2 separate regions of the Ovis aries genome follow, and region 1 is linked to region 2. The links are chromatin contacts, called in public Hi-C maps. All regions are on one chromosome and are shown on one strand. The core of a region is the stretch at or near the end of the contact, and the rest is flanking DNA. Distances in the headings are between cores, read along the strand shown.

Region 1 (6,579 bases), core at 3,976-6,475, 190 kb before region 2:
AAAGTCCTTCCATTTGCCTCTTGAGCTTTCCTTGAATTCTTTGTGTTGCTCAAGAGGCAAATGGAAGGACTTTGCTCATGGGCCAGTGGCTAGGACTCCTCACTCTCAGTGCAGGGTGCCTGAGTCCAATCCCTGGCTGGGGAACTAAATCCCACTTGCCACGACTAAGAGTTTGCATGCCACAACCAAAAAGGTGCCAAGTACTGTGACCGGGACGCAGCACAGCCAAATCAATAAACAAATATTCAAAAACCAAGAAGCAGTCTGAGCTTCAGTGAAAATTACAATTTAGCTATCAAAGCAATCAGTTCAGCTCAGTTCAGTTCAGTTCAGTCACTCAGTCGTGTCCAACTCTCTGCGACCCCATGAATCACAGCACGCCAGCCCTCCCTGTCCATCACCAACTCCCGGAGTTCACTCAGACTCACGTCCATTGAGTCAGTGATGCCATCCAGCCATCTCATCCTCTGTCGTCCCCTTCTCCTCCTGCCCCCAATCCCTCCCAGCATCAGAGTCTTTTCCAGTGAGTCAACTCTTTGCATGAGGTGGCCAAAGTACTGGAGTTTCAGCTTTAGCATCATTCCTTCCAAAGAAATCCCAGGGCTGATCTCCTTCAGAATGGACTGGTTGGATCAAAGCAATAAATAACAACAAATCCCCTACCATTTATTGACAATGTGCTATATTCCAGGCACATGCTTTATGTCAATTATCTCATTTAATCCTTGTAATAGTCTATAAAGCAGATTATTATTCCCATCTGAACAATGAGGGCGCTGAGATCAAACAGCAGCATTTTTCAGCTCATGCAGCTTGTCAGTGATGAGGCATGCTTTTTGGGGGAGGAGGGGTACTCTAAATAAGGATTTAGCAAACTTTCTTCTGTAAAGGGAACAGTAGGGAATATTTTGGACTTTGCAACTACTCTTGACTCCACTGTTAGGGAGTGAGAACAGCCAGGGAGCCCACATAAGTCAGCAGGCACAGCTGTGCTTCAACTGAACTGTTTATGGACATGGAAATTTGAACTGTATGCAACTTTTCTGTGTCACAAAACATTCTTCTTCTTCTGAATTTTTTCAAGTATTTAAAAATGTAAAACCCATTCGTAGCCATATAAATACAGGCCACGTTTAAACCAGTGTCGGGCCTAAATCAGCCTATGGACCAGTCACTGCTGTTCCCTCTTTAAATGATTTCTTACCCGAATTTCTCTCTGATTATTTCTGCAGGTTTTCTTCTCCTTGGTGTTGGCAGGGACCTTTGTTGGTTTTAGTTTGTTGCTATTAAAGCGCGAGTTACTGGATTTTCTTTGATGTTTTCTAAAGTAGAAAATAACTTCTCACCTTCCCTGCATGCCACTTAGGGGAAGGTAAGAATGCCGAGGCTGCTGCTGGCGCCAATTAGAGCCCATCGCAGTCTCTGCCCTGGTGTGACTCTGGAGCGCTTGGCAGAATCCTCCTTCTTGCTCTTCCAGCCCATTTTGTTTTTACCTCACTAGTCCCAGGCACATTCCTCTGCGTTAATAAGTTCATTCCTTTATAAGTCCAGGTAGGGAGACTGATAATAAGTGGAGCGATGTCCTCATGGAGGTGTTGGGTGACCCCTAAATCATTCCTCCCACTTTCCAAAGAAGGGAGTTGAAAGGTGCTAGGAGACACGGCAGTGTGGATGCCTTCTGTAGGAAAGGCCCAGATGAAGTTGAATTGTCAGAGTTCAAGTCTGACGCTTGTAATAATGGCGAAGGGGTAGAACTCACTTTCTGAGCACTTCTGTTCTCTCTTAAAGTCTATCACACCTGCTCAGCACCCCTTGCCAACCTGCCCCTCTAGCCCCGTGTCCTCAAAACGCCCCTTGTTCAATGGCTCAAAGTCACAGGCAGAATGACGTTTGGTATATTGATGCTATAATGATGAGACTCCAACCTTAACACTCAGAAATGGATTGTTTTGGACAGAACTGCTAGTAACTTATTCTAAAATCCATTCTCTCCTTCTGCCTTACTAATAGAACCCAAAACCGTCCCCCAGGCAGATGACTGTCTAGAAAAAAGATGAATTTTCCTAGCTTTCTTACAGCCAGCTGTGAATAAAAGACTGCATTCTGGACAACCATCTACAAGGAGAACTGTTATTTAGCAGGTTTCAAGAAGCACCCTCAGGTATCCGGCGCCCACCCCCCGCCCCCTTGTCGTCGCCTCCTCCTTGAGATGGAGACACTGCGGCTGGCACTCCAGCAGCCACTGCGATCAGGTCTATGAAGGGATGGTGGGTGGAGAGCTGGGAGGAGTGTCGGTCCCTAACTTCATTTGGCCAACAAATTTTCTCTGGACTGCCTCTGGATTTTTCATACGTGGGGAAAGGGTGAATATTTATCTTGCTTAAGCAACCACATTATTTTGTTACCATCGTACACAACCCCACTCCCCAAATCTGAGACTGTTGTCAAGTTAGCCAAACTCATAGGGGCAGAAATATTGAATCTCTGACTTTCTGAGGCAATTCAACTCATGTACCGCCAAGTACCCAGAGGCTGGTAATGGTGATCAGGGGCGCCTCCGAGACTGTACAGTGACTTCCTGGCTCCCTCTTGTCAGGGCCCCGATCAGCTCTCAGCTCAGCCTTGAACTCTGTGGCCTTCCATCGCACCTAGAGATACAGATTAGAATGGAGGTCAAAGCAGACACTCAGGACTCACCCATTTCTGCTCAGCCTGTTACTCACTGTGCGCCCTAGAGGGGGTTAGCCTCTTTATGCCGCACTTCCTCCTCACTCAAGTGGTGATCTAAATGGGAACTACTTCATCATTCTAGGGCTTAAATGAGTTGCTCAGTGCTAAACAGTGTCTGGAACAAAGAAGAGCTACCTAAGTGTGTGCTGTTAATTTTATTGTAATATTATTATCACTAGCATTTTCCATGCGTTGGGCTTTATGCTGATAGCACTTGATCTTCCTACTATAGAGCTATTGTCTATTTTATCCTTTATACATTTGTTTAGAAATGTTGTTTAATTTTGAGAGAAATAAGCATTCATTAAAAACACTCAAACCATATATAAGTCAGTAAATCAAAATTCAAAATGTCCCTTCACACGTTGGTCTCCCTGTCATTACCAATGGCAGTCGTTAACCATCACACATGCATCTTTCCAGGTATGTTCCATGCATGGAGAAACATACGTAGACATACGTAAAGATATAGACAGACATATGGATACATATGCTCTGCCGCTGTTTCATACAAAAAGGCTCATACTACACTTATTATTCTATTATTTGATTTTTTGATTTAATATTATTATTTTTATTGAGATATAATTTACATATAACATTGTATTCACTTAGGGTATGCAACATACTGATTTGATATGTGAAATGTGTATTATCACAAATTTAGTGAATATTTATCACTACATATAGTTACAGATTTGTTTTTTTATGAGGATAACTTTTAAGGTCTACTCTCTTGGCAACTTTCAAACAAACAACACACTATACTGTATATCCTTAGGATTTATTTATCTTATAACTGGAAGTGTGTCTCTTTTGACTTAATATTATTTTGACAGCCTTAAAAATGTTTGCATGGTATTCCCTATTCATGGCTTTTTAAACTGTCTCCAGCTTTTTACTATTATAAAATATACAGTACCTTTGTACATTTGTGTGAGTATATCTGTCAAAGAAAATCCCAAAAACAAAAGAGCTGGGTCAAAGTCATAGAAAGTGCTGACAAGTTCTGCAAAAAGTTTGTTTCAAGTTATAAACCATGGATAGAGAAAGTGAGTTCTATCCTACGTCTTCTTCAAGATGTACTGTTATCAAATGTCTTAAATCTTTGCCAACCTAAGAGGTAAAAAGACAATGATCTATTGTTCTAATTTTTATTGTGAGTGGAACTGAGAAGATTTGGGAAATATATACTGTGCCTGTTTTGCTTATTTTTCATGTGAAGGCTTCGGTTTATGTCCTGCCAGTATCCGAAACTTATGTCCTTCCAGTATTGGAAACTTCCAGTATCCCAGAACCCCAAGGGGCTTCCCTGGGGGCTCGGTCAGCAGAGAATCTGCCTGCAGTGCAGGAGAGCTGGATTCAGTCCCTGGGTTGGGAAGGGCAACCCACTCCAGTATTCCAGCCTGGAAAACCCATGAACAGAGGAGCCGCGTGAGCCGCAGTCCATGGGGCTGCAAGAGTCGGACACGACTTAGCAACAAAACCACCATTTCCTCAAAGATTCTAGCTCTCCATGCCCTGGGCCACCACACATATGGACTCCTGTTCAACACAATCTCCATCTGATTTCTGACACCAGCCATTCATTCAGTCGCATCTGATTCTGAGAGTCCTGGTTCCAAGTGCCCCTGTAAGTAGATGGGAAGGGGCTCTGGTGGCAGATTTGGACATACTCTTTCTAAAGAGTTAAGCAACAGAATGAAAACTATCACTCTCCTCTCCCTAAGTCCCGTCTCTTCTGTGAGTTGGAGGAACAGGCTGTATTAATATAACCCTGAGCCTCCCCAAGCTGGTGTGAACCCTCAGGCCGAGTCCAGCATCTCCAGCAGCACCGTGTTTCCTCGTGAGAAGCCATGACTCTTAAGGGCAGACTTTGCTAAAAGCCCAGCAAGCTCCACCACCCTACAGTCACCCCATGTCTTAGAGGAATCCTTTGGGAATGGTTGAGGCAGACAGGGTCCTCCAGGCAAATAGGTCCCACACCTTAGGGACATCCATAGCTCACAAGGCTGACTCAGACTAAGTTTTCCCAGAGCTCCTGACAGCACCTCCCAGCAATAACTGAAGCTTCAGAATACAAAGAATAACAGAGAAATTGGAGTCTACCATATGGAGCTCTAGCTTTGCAAAGTACATCTGTGGGCTGTAATTTTGGTAGGTAAACAATTTGAAGAACCTGTTTGTGAGAACCTATGCAAAGCCTGGTTTTGTATGCATGCAAAGCATGCCTAAGACCTTCCAGAGGCTTCTTACATGCTCCTTCACTGTCCCCCAAGCAACGGCATGGCTCAACCCACTCTTCACTCTTCTTTCACAGATATTGCAAAATCTAGCTTTTCATCCACTTCAGGGAGTACCTGAACTCAGGAAGCCAAAGCACTTGGCAAAAGCCACAAATTCCCCTTTAGAACAAAGAGGCACAGTTGTAAATCCAGCTCTGAGAACAGGCTGTGCTAAGCCACAGCTCTCCAGCAGGGTAGGCCATCTGACCTCTGAGGGAGACGGTGCCATGGTTCTGACCGATCGCCCACCCGCTGCGCACGCTTTCCCAACCCACCTGGGCCCTCCTCACTGCCGCTGGGTCTGCACCAACCTGCCCTCCACTTTCAAGTTCCAACTCAGCACTCACTTCCCTGGCCTTGCCCTTCTCTTCTGGTTGCTCATCTTTCACATTTTCCTGGACAATGAAGTGTTCAGTCCTCATGAAGATGGGCTCCTGTGTGTTTGGGAAGTCAGGATGGCACAGGACTTTGGCATCTGGCAGGAATACAGCTAACACCAGCTCTGACATCTGCCAGCTGTGACCTTGGGCAAGTTACGTAATAGCTTCCTCGGTTGTCGGGTGGATAATCACAGTCGCCTTGGAAAGTTGTTCCGATGAGTAAATCAGATAATACATGTAAAGTGCTTAGCTCCGGGTCGATTCGTGCTATGAGACCTATTCTTAGCTTGGCCTCTCTTTTTGGGTAGCTTCACGTAATCCTTTTCCTTCAAATCCAAATCACCCATTCCTTGAAATTGGAAACCAGGTCCTATGAAATTTTTTCAATTCCATAAAAGTGTCTAACACAGGTTATTTATGGATTAGTCAATAGTTGTTCCTGAAATTATTGGAATATTGACATAATATTATGGTGAAAGGTGAGAGAGTCATGTGAATCAGGTTTAAAAGCTGATGGCCTCAACAGACTGTTGACAGAGTTTTGTATAGAGTATGATTCTCCAGAGACTCAAGAAAAATGCTGAAATTTGACTCAGAAAACCTGAGTTATAATAACCTTGAAAGTGAAAGTGAAGTCGTGAAGATGAGACTGACTCTTTTGCCACCCCATGGACTATAGCCTGCCAGGCTCCTCTGTCCATGGATTCTCCAGGCAAGAGTACTAGAGTGGGTTGCCATTCCCTTCTCCAGGGGATCTTCCCAACCAAGGGATCGAACCCGGGTCTCCTGCATTGCAGGCGGATTCTTTACCTTCTGAGCCACCAGGAAAGCCCATAATAACCCTGGAAACCTTGATAAAGTCAGACAACCTTGTGTTCTTATCAATAAATAATGCTTAGCAATATCTGACCTGCCTGCCTTTCTGGGATATTTTGAGGATCAGTTGCCACCATCTGTATGAAAACATTTTCAAACCATAATGCAGTCTAAAAATGAAAGATCTGAGAATGGCTGGGTCCATTAGACTTCTTATGCTGACCTAGGGAGGGAAGAATAGGCACACTGTTTCTCCGGGACACCATCCCGTGGCTGAACTGCGTCAGGATCCGTAGCCTTGAACTGTGTGCGTAATGCGACCCTCTCCTGGATGACCGAGCGTCAGGCTGTACTTCCCAAGACTGCTC
Region 2 (6,409 bases), core at 3,256-5,755:
CCCCTGGAGGAGGGCCTAGCAACCCACTCCAGGATTCTTGCCTGAAGAATCCCATGGACAGAGGAACCTGGCAGCTACGGTCCAGGGGGTCACAGAGAGTTGGACTGAAGCAACTGAGCCAGCACGCATTCAGTACCTATAACCCCTTCATTCAGTAAACAACTGCTGAGCACACACCCCATGCCAGGAGGTTGGAGTACTGGGAATATGACCGTAAACACAGCAGGCAAGGTCCTTGCTGTACCGAGCTTACACTTCAGCAGGGGAGATGGATGATACACAAGCAAGCAAGGAAGCAGTTCAGATAGCGATGAGTGCTGTAAAGGGGATGAGCGTTTTGCATGTAAGGAGTAGGGAAGTGATCTTAGGTAACTGTTCACGATGGGCAAGGCAGTGGGTTGGAAATTCAGAGGTTCTTGAGAAACTCACCAACAAATGGGAAGGACAGACATGCAATCTTAGAATCTCAAATATAGAACTGTGTGTGTTAATTTGGTGTTAAATCCTGTGAGAGTTCATAGGAAGAAATCATCTAACTTAGCCTGAGAAGGTAGGAAAGGGGTGAAGGGGAATCTGGAAAATCAGGCATAGAAAGGCTTTTTCGGTTGCAAGAATGGCATGTACAGAGATTTACTGGAGCAAAACGCACGGCCATTCTTTTACACCCAGCCGTTCGTCCTGGGTGACTGGAGCGCTGACTGTGTCCCTTCAGGTCACTCTGTCTCTCGCAGCAACGCCCTGAGGCAGTTGCCCCTCACTCATGCTGCTGTGCTGTGCTCTTAGAATTCTTTGGAATTGCCTTCAAAGACAGTCTCTAAGCGGTGTGTGAATATCTGCTGTGGAGGCACAGAGGCCTCCTCTCTTGGTCCAGATATGTCCTTACCCTATCTCTCTTTCACCTTCGGCCTGTTTGGCTCAGTCCCAGCGCCCTCTGCCCCTTTAGACAATAACTCCAGCCTCGCGGAGCTGAGGACCTGAAGCTGCCTTTTGCCCGGGACTACAGTAGGGCAGGCTGTCATGGACTGAAGCCTCGTCCTGGCGAAGAGGCCTGCATAACTCACTGAAGCTATGAGCCAAGCTCTGCAGGGCCACCCAGGACAGACAGGTCATGGTGCAGACTTCTGACAAAATGTGGCCCCCTGGAGGAGGGAATGGCAACCCACTCCAGTATTCTTGCCTGGAGAACCCCGTAGACAGCATGAAAAGGCAAAAAGGTATGACACCAGTAAATGAGCCCCCCAGATCAGAAGGTGTCCAAATATGCTACTGGGGAAGTATGTTAATCGCTCAGTCGTGTCCAACTCTTTGCGACCCCATGGGCTGTAGCCCACCAGGCTCCTCTGTCCATGGAATTCTCCAGGCCAGAATACCTTCTCCAGGGGATCTTCTCAGCTCAAGGATGGGACCTCGGTCTCCTGCATTACAGGCAAATTATTTACCGTCTGAGCCCCCAAGGAAACCCACTGAGGAAGAGCATAGGGCAATTACTAATAGCGTCAGGAAGAAGCGAAAATGGTGCTCAGTCGTAGAGGTGTCTGGTGGTAAAAGTAAAGCCCGATGCTGTAAAGAGCAGTATTGCACAGGAACCTGGAATGGTAGGTCCTTGAATCAAGGTACTCAGTCGCCATAAATGTGAGCAAATGCCAAGAGGTAGTGAAGGTCAGAGGAGCCTGGCGCGCTTCAGTCCATGAGGACAGCACTTGGCGATGGGCCGTGTTGTTGTGCCGGTTAAGCCTGACCACTAGGGGCGCCACATCCAAAATGCCTGAGGAAGCTGAATGCTATAAGTTCCCACGGAAAGTAACTCAGCAGTGTTGCTAGAGAGCCTGCCGGCCCTCGCTGGGCCAGGGGCTCTGTCCCACCCAACCACCAGGCTTAGGGAGTTTTCCATGTCAGTTCCATCTTCACCCAGGATATAGAGATCTGTAAGCTCAGGACTACCTTTTTTTTAAGTTTGAGAACAGTGACAATACTGCTTTTTGTCTGGGGCTTTAGGCATTGCACCAAAATAGATTTAGAAGTGAGCACTCCAGCGTTGTCTCCCACAGAAAAGCCCTCCTTCAGGTTCCCGACTCCAAGAACCCCTGAGTTATATGTAACCGACAGTCGCCGTGGCTTCTTTGGGCTGCTGTGACAACGCGCCAGAGCCTGGGTTTCCCAGCTGGCGCGGCGGGAAAGAGTGCGCCTGCCCGTGCAGGGGCTGCGGGAGGTGCGGGTCTGATACGCGGGTTGGGCAGGGCCCCTGGAGTGGAAAATGGCAGCCCACCCCAGCATCCTATCTGGAAAATTCCACGAACAGAGGCGCCTAGCGGGCTGCAGTCCACGGGCTTGCCGAGAGTCGGACAGGACTGAACACACAATATAGGCTGGGTAGCTTATGCGCAACAGAAATGTGCTTCTCACAGGTCTGGAGGCTGGACGCTCAGACCCAGGTGCCGGCACGGGCAGGCCAGGACCCCTTCTGGACTGCAGTCTTCTTGTCTTCAGACGGGGGAGGGCCAAGAAGGCAGGGTCCCTCTGGAAGATCTTTTGTTGGGCACTGATCCCATTCATGTGGGTCCCATGTGCTCACGACCTGATCACTTCCCAGAAGCCGCACCTCGTAATACCATCGCCTTGTCCGTTAGTTTTCAACAAAGGAGCTTTGGGGAGATGCGAACATTCAGACCACACCTGCATTGCTTCCTAGCGGTTCCGTCTTCATTTCCTTTGACGCTCCCAGGAACTGGCTGGTTCTAGTCCGTCTAACGCTAGAGCAGAGCTGAGGGCCGTCCTCCTGACGAGTGAGCACCAGCCCGTGCGCCCGGTCAGAGGCGGCCGCCTCCTCGGTCTGCAGGAACCGCGGCCGTTTTCAGGAAGCACACGGGCGCCGCGGGGATGCTGTGTGCCTCGCGGCGGTCGTGGCGCAAAGTGCTCACGCGGATGCCGCCCAGAACAGGTGCGATCGCTGAAAGCAAGGGCCGCTTTTTGAATCGTGCTGATGAGAAAGCTGAGTCTCGGGGTTGGGATGATTCATTTGACCTTTCATTTCTAAGTGGTTTTATGAAAATGTGAGCGTTGCATGCTCTGTAATCTTAAACATGAAGTGTTGAATTTGTTTCCTTTTTTTTTTTTTCTCTTTTCAAACCAGACCTACAAAAATCAAGCTAGCTTGAAATACCCATATAGGGTCAGGTAATCATCTCTAAAATGCCAGTTGCTGGGAGCCTGTATTTCCTTGTTCCACTCTTAAAGAAAGGAAAACTGTTGGTAAGAGCAAGGCAGCCCTACCCAGAATGTCCTAGTCAGTAATTACTGTGGGCCATGACGGATTTGGAGACCTGAGGAAGCCTTTCTTTTCGGAAGTAATTTCTCTGCCCTGCTGGGGTTTGTCGTCCTCCGGGAGAAGGTGATAGGAGGTGTGTGAGCAGTGTTTTGTGCCAAATGGTATTATGAGGGACGACTTGAGAGGCCCCGACCTGGGAAGGAGAGCTTTAAAGGGCTCTTTATTACTGCGTCCGTTTAAGGAAGAAGTTGGTGGGAAGGAAGGAAGGAGTCAGGAAGCAGGGAGGGGAGATGGAGGGAAGGAGGGGAGGGGAGAGAATGGCTGCTTCAGTCATGTTACCTCCCTGGATTTAAACCAGCAAATGTTACAGAAATAACATCCACATTTAAAGAGACAGGCTTCAGACTTTCTCTCAGACCCCTAATGCGTGGTGTCTGACTCCCGGAAATATGAGACTAGCCCTTGGCCGTTCAGGGCTCTCTTATTTTGGAGATAAACGCGGCAGACGTTTCACGTGAGTGGAGGGGCAGATCAGTAACCGTGAAGCCTCGTGGGTCCTGCAAGGCGAAGTTTCTCCTCCCGTCAGGTTTTAACTAGGCCCACGTCTGCCGTCCTCCCCGGTGGCCATGTGGAGCGTGACGTGCTGGGTGTGGGCTGTGGGGTCAACACCGAGCTGCTGACCTCCGCGTCGAGGAGCCCTCGGCTGAGACGCTGACCCGGGTTCCAGCACGGTGCTGGATCCATCGCGCTGATTCTTGGCTCCGATACGAATGTGCAGCTCATGAGTTGTGTGGGGTGCGTGTTAGCCCAGGCTCTGGCTCTGGCCGTGCTAACACCAGACTCCCCATGGGATGGAGCTGGAAGGGGGGCAGCAAGATGCCCAGGGCACTGACATCATAACAGACGTGAGCAATTAGCAAAGCTGTGTTGCAGAAGCACTGATTCTTAGCTTCTGGGAAGTAATAAGCCATCAAGAGGTGGAAAGGCATGCTATCTTAATCTCCTTTTAAGTAAAAAATCTTTCCACATCAGAGAGGTGCTTTATAAACTGTGAAATAGGGAGGAAAGTTGAAATGTTTAAAGAGTCGGGTAATAGCTTTTATTACCAAAGGGAAGCTGACTTCCAACCCTGCTGTTGAGTAAGAGCGGATTTAAGACCTTCGGGCATGGTCACGAGGCACAGGCCACAAGGACACTGTGACATTTCGGGGCAGTGCTGTGTTATCTGGCTTTTGTGTGTTTTTTCAGGAGACGACAGGTCAGAGGTACAAAAGGGCATGGTGCTCTGGCCTTAGAGCACAGTTGCACACAAACATTTCCACCAGCGCATTCTGGGAGACGGAATATGCTGGAAGAGGAATCACGCCTAAGTTTTTATTGCAGGCGGAGTGCCCACCACTGTCACTGGCTCCTAGTTCACGGCACACAGGTTGAACTGGTTAAGGTGCTGATAAAATCAATTACAAAGCCAGCCACGCTACGGAAGGCAGTGTCTGACTTTGGCCACGGCACCTCTCTTAAGTTTGTTCCAACTGCCTCACTTTACAGATGAGGAAACTGAGGCAAAGAAAGGTGAACGACCTTTCACTTAAGGCCCTGCTGCCCCTGAGCAGTAAGGTTCTGTAGGAAAGGAGACTGCCTGCTATGATGGCACGGGTCAGCAGTGGACACCGAGCCCTGGAGGCCTTCTCCCCTCCTGCTCAGTCCATGCACCCTGCCCTGTCCGCACACCCACTCACCCGGCTCCGTCCGCGCACCCGGCTCCGTCCGCGCACCCGGCTCCGCCCAGTTCTTGCTTCCTGGGGAAACCTCTGATGGCCTCTCTCAACTCTCGCATGCAGCCCTGCAAACGGTGATGGTGGTGCCTGTGAGTGTGCTTTGTAAACCACAGAGCTCCATACATGTGCCAGCTATTATTATGAATTTTTTTTTCATGACATTGCTTTCCAAACTGTTAATACAGTTTAAAAGAGGTAATGTAACAGATAAAGAAGAAGTAATGGGATCCATGACCAAACAACTTTGAAAACAAGGCTGTGTGTGTGTGTGTGTGTGTGTGTGTGTGTGAAGTCGCTTCAGTCCAACTCTTTGAGACCCCATGGACCGTAGCCCACCAGGCCCCTCTGTCCATGGGATTCTCCAGGCAAGAACCCTGGAGTGGGCTGCCACACCTTCCTCCAGGGGAGCTTCTCGACCCAGGGATCAGACCTGTGTCTCTTGCGTCTCCTGCACTGGCGGGCAGGTTCTTTACCACTAGTGCCACCTGGGAAGCCCCAGAAGGCTGTATTTTACCTATGTTGGAAGCTCTGCGAGGCCTTGATGTAAAGAAGCCCTGTGACTGTGTTGACATAGAGGTCGCTAAATCTGTCTCACCATTGTAACGCTCCATCTTTACAGACCCAGACACAAAGAATGTCACGTGCCTGTCTTGTGTCAGTGTCGATAAGTGTTGCATTCGCTTACTGGCCGTCACTGGGTGTCTGGTGTGCAAGCAGCAGTGGTGCAGTGTTTCAAGTTTCGTAAGGAGACTCATCTGGTGGACTCTGGGGTAGGACTTCCCGCTGTGCTGACCTTCCAGCTGCGTGACCTGGACAAGCCCACTCCCACGTTTCTAAGCCCCAGTCTTGTCTGTGAAAGGGGTATAATAACAACCTTGCAAAGGCTTTGTGGACATGAAATGATATCACGTAAGCACAACGCTTGCCACAGCATCTGTCCTAGTCCATCCAAGCAGCTAAACTGAATACCACTCACAGGCTGCCTGTGAGCAACAGACATTCTTCTCACGTCTGGAGGCTGTAAGTCCAAGATGAGGGTGCCAGTTTGAGGCCCTCTTTCAGATCCAAACTTCTTGTATTTTCACTCGACAGAAGTGGGGAGGGATCTCCGAGGAGTCACTTTCATAGGAGGTAAAAGCCCATTTAGGAGGCCTCTGCCCTGCTCATGGAATCACCTGCCAAAGTCTCGGATGTCCTAATTCCATCACCTCGGGGATCGGTAGGGCTTCCCAGTGGCAAAGTGGTAAAGAACCTACCTGCCAAGGCAGGAGACACAGGTTCAATCTCTGGGTCGGGAAGATCCTCTGGAGAAGGGAATGGCTACCAGTTCCAATATTCTTGCCTGCAGAATCTCATGGACCTGGAA

What was found. Hi-C and Micro-C count contacts between places; a contact is called where the count stands out from the background.
Region 1: a contact with region 2 is called in a Hi-C map of liver, with 2.9 times the contacts expected there. The contact joins two enhancer-like sites. A contact is called at or near these places in 2 of 16 Hi-C or Micro-C datasets (liver and mixed tissues).

The regions. Positions count from the first base shown.
Region 1 is chr9:95,043,712-95,050,290 of ARS-UI_Ramb_v3.0, reverse strand. No RefSeq gene overlaps it. Among named protein-coding and RNA genes, the nearest start is that of SNTB1, 14 kb to the right of the region's middle. Within about 2 kb of position 5,225, at least 4 of the 54 cell types and tissues checked have an H3K27ac peak or open chromatin away from gene starts, as enhancers often do. A contact at or near this core is called in liver, where this site is marked.
Region 2 is chr9:94,849,412-94,855,820 of ARS-UI_Ramb_v3.0, reverse strand. The region is part of intron 3 of SNTB1 (syntrophin beta 1); the gene reads left to right. Among named protein-coding and RNA genes, the nearest start is that of MTBP, 140 kb to the right of the region's middle. Within about 2 kb of position 4,505, at least 10 of the 54 cell types and tissues checked have an H3K27ac peak or open chromatin away from gene starts, as enhancers often do. A contact at or near this core is called in liver, where this site is marked.